Regions from separate parts of the Sus scrofa genome. Here region 1 is linked to region 2. The links are chromatin contacts, called in public Hi-C maps. All regions are on one chromosome and are shown on one strand. Each heading gives the region's core, a stretch centred on a gene start, on an enhancer-like site or on the middle of the called end of the contact. The rest is flanking DNA. Distances are from core to core; before and after follow the strand shown.

Region 1 (2,700 bases), core at 106-2,605, 440 kb after region 2:
GACTGGAGTCTGGATGCTAGTTTCTTTTGGGGGGTTTCGGGGAAGGAGGCCAGGCCAGGAATGGAATACCACAGCAGTAATCAGATCCAGAGCAGTGACAATGCTTGATCCTTAGCCAGCTGAGCCACCACAGAATTCTATGTATTTTCAACATAGCAAGGCCGAGGCAAGGCAGGGAAGGACTAGGGTAATGGTGATTCTAAGCGTCACGGTAAGGTGCTGTGTGACATCCAGAGCATCACCAAGCCCATTAGGTTCCTTGCCCGCAGCGATGGAGTCAAGAGCACCTGGTTCCCTCTAGATATCCACCAGGCGCTGAGATTTTTTTTAAGACACCGTGATCCTGACGGCGTTAACCTACTTAAATACGCCAAGCCGAAGACTGCCTGGCTATGGACTTTGTTCCCTGAAGCACCAGAGCCAAACCCTCTATGCCCTTAGCGGCGATTCCCCTGTATCTTATATTTCCGTCAACTTGTAAAGGCTCTTTTCACGAATACTTATTTGTCTCTTAAGGAGTTAGAAAGCTCTTCAGATCACATCTTGTAGCTGGATCACTTGTTCTTTAGTTCCTGCATTTTCACAGGGCATTGTGACCTGCTGCAAAATGATGAGGGGAAGGACTGCAGTGTACAAGTTTGTAGTACCTGTACACGTAGACAGCAGAAGTCGAAAATTATAGGCTTCCAGGTGCCACTTACAGAAGGTACTAAAAATCATTTGAATCTAGGGGACTCGAGTTCCTTCCCTGAACACCTGTCAGATAAACCGCAAGTTTGGGGCAAGTGTTATTTTCAATTACCACCCAGAGCCCTACGCACTTCACCCCGCCCCTCCAAGAGACAGACAAAGCACCACAGCTCTTTTTTGAAAAAGGTTAGGTGGCTCTGAAAAGAGCCTTTGGGTTTGACACTGCCTACGAACACATTTACTTGGAGCTGGTGTACTTGGTGACAGCCTTGGTGCCCTCGGACACGGCGTGCTTGGCCAACTCCCCGGGCAGCAGCAGGCGCACGGCCGTCTGGATCTCCCGGGACGTGATGGTCGAGCGCTTGTTGTAATGCGCCAGCCGCGAGGCCTCGCCCGCGATACGCTCAAAGATGTCGTTGACGAAGAGTTCATGATGCCCATGGCCTTGGACGAGATGCCGGTGTCGGGGTGGACCTGCTTCAGCACCTTGTACACGTACACCGAGTAGCTCTCCTTGCGGCTGCGCTTGCGCTTCTTGCCGTCCTTTTTCTGCGCCTTAGTCACGGCTTTCTTGGAGCCTTTTTTGGGGGCAGGAGCGGACTTAGCTGGATCAGGCATGATGAAGTCTGGCGTTCGATGTAAAATGAACAGCCGAAGGCCAGAGAGGCGCCTCTTTAAGGGCTAGGGTTTATGCAAATGAGGTGGAAACAAGCTTTCTGGCGATTGGCTGTTACTCTCCACTGACCTCACAGATCTGTTTTACCCAATCAAGGAACGCATCCTATCTAGTCGTGTTTCCATTGGTCAAAACGAAAGTGAAACGTTAGCCAATCGTACAGCTTCCTTTTCGCGCCCTGCAGTGGCTATAAACTGTGGTTTCGGGACCTCAGACTCAGTCATCTTTGACAACTGCTGTTCAGTCTCCCAGTTATGTCTGGACGAGGAAAGCAAGGGGGTAAAGCTCGCGCCAAGGCCAAAACCCGGTCCTCACGGGCTGGCCTTCAGTTTCCGGTGGGCCGAGTGCACCGCCTGCTTCGTAAAGGCAACTATGCTGAACGGGTCGGCGCAGGTGCTCCGGTGTACCTGGCGGCGGTGCTGGAGTATCTGACCGCAGAAATCCTAGAGCTGGCGGGCAACGCAGCTCGTGACAACAAGAAGACACGCATCATCCCGCGTCACCTACAGCTGGCCATCCGCAACGACGAGGAACTCAACAAGCTGCTGGGCAAAGTTACCATCGCTCAGGGCGGTGTCCTGCCCAACATCCAGGCCGTGCTGTTGCCCAAGAAGACCGAGAGCCACCACAAAGCCAAATAAGTACTCGGCATAAAAACAACAAAACAAAAGGCTCTTTTCAGAGCCACTTCTATCATCATAAAAAGGTGACACTTGCATTTCCAATTAGCTTACCTCTTGTATTTAGCAGCCCTTGTCAACAAAATGACATTTGTGTTAGACTAGTTCAAAGGCCAATGAATCTGCAAGATTCTAGACTGACTCATGATTTAATATTGAGATGTCAAGAGTATTCTAAACTTGGTTGAAACAACGACGGTATTGGATGCTGTTAAGCTCATTCTAAGAATAATGATGAAGACAGTTGTTATTTCAAGAAATGCAGGCACAAAGTAGTGCATTTGTTTTCAATAAATTCTTATGACACGTGTCATTCGTTAAAGATACAATGTTAATAAAACACCACTTATCCCAAAGAAAATCTAACAGGGAGAAACCAAAACAAGGTGCAATGTAGCAAGAGATAAGCACAGGAATATAAAGGGAGCATAGAGGGGTAAATTCTGAGGTAACAGCTTGTTTGAGGATTAAAGGAAATTGGGAAGTAGAGGAAACTGCAGAGATTGCAGCAGAGAATAGGCATCACCAAACTCATGGCTTGTAAGTGCAGGCAAATAACAAAGTTCAATATTGGCAAATAAGGCAGAGAGAGCTGTAGGACACTTCATTGCTAATGCTAGTGTGTGGTGTGTGTGTGTGTGTGGCTAATGACTT
Region 2 (2,700 bases), core at 161-2,660:
GAGAGAACTCAGTTTTATCACTCTGTTATCTCAAGAACTAAGAAAGGGTCATTCCCTTTTTCAGTGTATCTTTTCCCATTCCTTCTTGTCCTCTCCCAGCCTCCTCTCCCTCATTAAAAATCCACCATTTATATAGAAACATACAGCTTGATATACTACTTACCGTAACAACAGAGACTTAAGACTGTTTCCTTTTGGCTCCAAAAGGTCTCTAGACCATAACTAAGCCCAACACTCAAGTCTTCCCTCTCCTAGAGAAAAAAAAATCAATAACGTAGAAAATAATTTTTGTTATTTTCTAAAAACGAAATTTATCATTTTTCTGGAGCTAGACATCAAAAAATTGGTCCCATTTATACTCCCCGCTCTAATCAATATCCTTCGACCATAACTTACTTTTTTCTACCTTTGCTTACATTGTTTTTCTTGCAAGAAGTACCTGACACTAGCAGCCATCGATCCCTTCGCAAACAGCTCCCAACATCCAGAACCCTTCTGAGTAAGGACTAACTTTAATTTCATAGTAAAGCCCTGAGTCCTGTTCTACTTGTTCTAATTTTTCTTCTCCGTAAAGTGTATTACCGCAACTTCTGAGGTCAATGACCCTTGTTCTACCACTATAAACCTCAACATGCAGTTGATAAGTGCATAAGATACAAAATTATATATAACGCCGTTTCCAAAAATGGTCATTCGAGTAATCAAACCAGATTCCCTGCATACAGATTCGACTGCAACATGACCAATTTGCATTAAAGATGCGGGTGGGCGGTGGGTGGGGAACTCCATTCAACGTCCATAGGGGCTTTTTCCCCCAAAATAAAAGACACAGATCGCTTAGAAAACTGTCTGGCAGTGTTTACTATTATTATCTTCAGGAACGATAGTACTAAGCTTCTCTTCTTTCAACTTTTCATTGACCACCTTTCAGTCCGCCGTCAGGGGGTTCCCAGACCCCACAGGGTCGCGAGCAACGGGGGCTGCTCCTACGAGGCAGAGGCCTGGGGGGGGGGGGTGTCTCCGGTCCCGCTGGACTCCTGCCCCATCCCTGGCTCCGCAGGCCATGCCCCTCCCAGGCCCCGCGGGCCGCGCTTACCCCAGCAGCAGCGGCACCGCCCCTCCGCCTGGAACGGCACTTCCGGTTACTCTCCGGACACTCGGATTTGGGCTTCCCGGCGGCCGCAAACTGCGGGCAGTGAATCTAAGGGCCCACCTTCGGGAAAAGAAGGAAAGCAAACCTGTGAGGCCAACGAGAGCCAGAAGCAGCTCCCTTTGCGCGGCTCGGCGAGAGCAGTTGGGGCCAGGCCATCCAGTGGGCGCTTTCAGGGCCGACAAGGCGAGCTACCCTTGTCCTTTCAGCCTGGCCGGGAAGCTGCAGGCGCAGCCCCGCCCCCGCGAATCACATGATCATCCCTGGTTCAGCAACTAGGGCTCTCCACCCCCGGCCTCTGGGCCAATAGGGGCCGAGCCTCTGGAACAGGGGCGGGGCCCCGGGGCGCCTGCGCTCCCGGGCCCTTACTGTTTCCGGGCGGAGCGGGCCAGGACTTTACTTAGGGGTTCTTTCTGACGCGGCGAATGTCCGCGATTGACGAGAGGTCCTCGCTGCCAACTTGTCTAAGGAGAAGCAAAGCTGTTTAATATTAGTTGCCGACTTCTGTTTCCTCAAGGCTGCTGAATGAGGTTTCGAAGCAGGAGTAGCGTCAAAAGAGATGGATGTCGCCGACCCTGAGGAAAACACCCCGAAGGATCTGGAAGAAATAGAGGATCCCAAAGCACAGTGGAAGCGCACTGTCACCGAAGATGTGGCCAGAGAGATGGATGAAATGCTTTAAAAGGGGGGTGGTGTTGTCTTTGTGTGGGTGGAGAAAACTGCGGAGGAGGATAGGACTGCTCTGATAGTAAGAGGTTTCTCAGCCATTTCTGATTGTGTTTCTGGGCTAGAATCATCTTAAGTAATATCCTGAGTTTGGGTTGTAGCAGAAATGAGGTTTCCTTCAGAATGAAGTAAATATATAAACATATGTATGTATATATAAAAATACCTCCTACTGTTCAATCTTTCAATGAAAAAAGAAGTTTCCTAAAAGCCCTCAGACATCAAAAGGAAAGGATGAGTATGAGAAATGTAGAGGGCTGAAGCCTGGATAATGTGACCAAGGTCTTGGATTGGGAAGAAAAAACTTGAGGTTAGGGAATGGTGAGGGTCTTAACAGTTATATAGTTAATTCATATGGGTTAATGAGTTAAATCACGATTAACTAATCATGTTCCTAATTCTGGAATTCTTTCCCAGAGGATCTGCACCTTAGTTTTATGTTTGTTTTTAATGAAAATTTCCAAGTAGGCCCAAAATATTCTATCCAGAGCCATTTTAATACTTGGAATAATTTTAATACTTTAGAGTATATGTTCCAGACATTGTTCTCTGCATTTTCCATATATTATCTAACTTATAACAAATTCTATGAGATGTTTATTATTTTTATCTTAGGAGAAAACTGGTGCAGGAAGAGATTAACTTACTCAAAATCACACATTTATTAACTAGTGAATCTGAAATTTTGAACAGTCCCACCAGAGCTCATGCTTGCTATCATTGTACAAATATGGCTACATCAAGAGTGGTGACTGTATTGTAGAAATGTACTGAAACAAGAATTAAGTGAACTGAGTTCTGATCCCTGCACTGCATATAAGAAA

Evidence for each region. Hi-C and Micro-C count contacts between places; a contact is called where the count stands out from the background.
Region 1: a contact with region 2 is called in a Hi-C map of skeletal muscle, with 9 times the contacts expected there. The contact joins the promoter of LOC110261671 here to the promoter of ZNF322 in region 2. A contact is called at or near these places in 3 of 5 promoter capture datasets (fetal liver, fetal skeletal muscle and liver) and 2 of 47 Hi-C or Micro-C datasets (liver and skeletal muscle).

Annotation. Positions count from the first base shown.
Region 1 is chr7:21,581,167-21,583,866 of Sscrofa11.1, forward strand. LOC110261671 (histone H2B type 1-H-like) reads right to left here and starts at 1,356. Exons shown (of 2, transcript XM_021099844.1): 1 at 1,119-1,356; 2 at 877-1,116. The coding sequence starts at 1,308. The coding sequence ends at 929. LOC100157763 (histone H2A type 1-H) reads left to right here and starts at 1,569. Exons shown (of 1, transcript XM_001928557.5): 1 at 1,569-2,386. The coding sequence starts at 1,621. The coding sequence ends at 2,007.
Region 2 is chr7:21,141,994-21,144,693 of Sscrofa11.1, forward strand. It overlaps ZNF322 (zinc finger protein 322), which reads right to left and starts at 1,411. Exons shown (of 2, transcript XM_021099814.1): 1 at 1,239-1,411.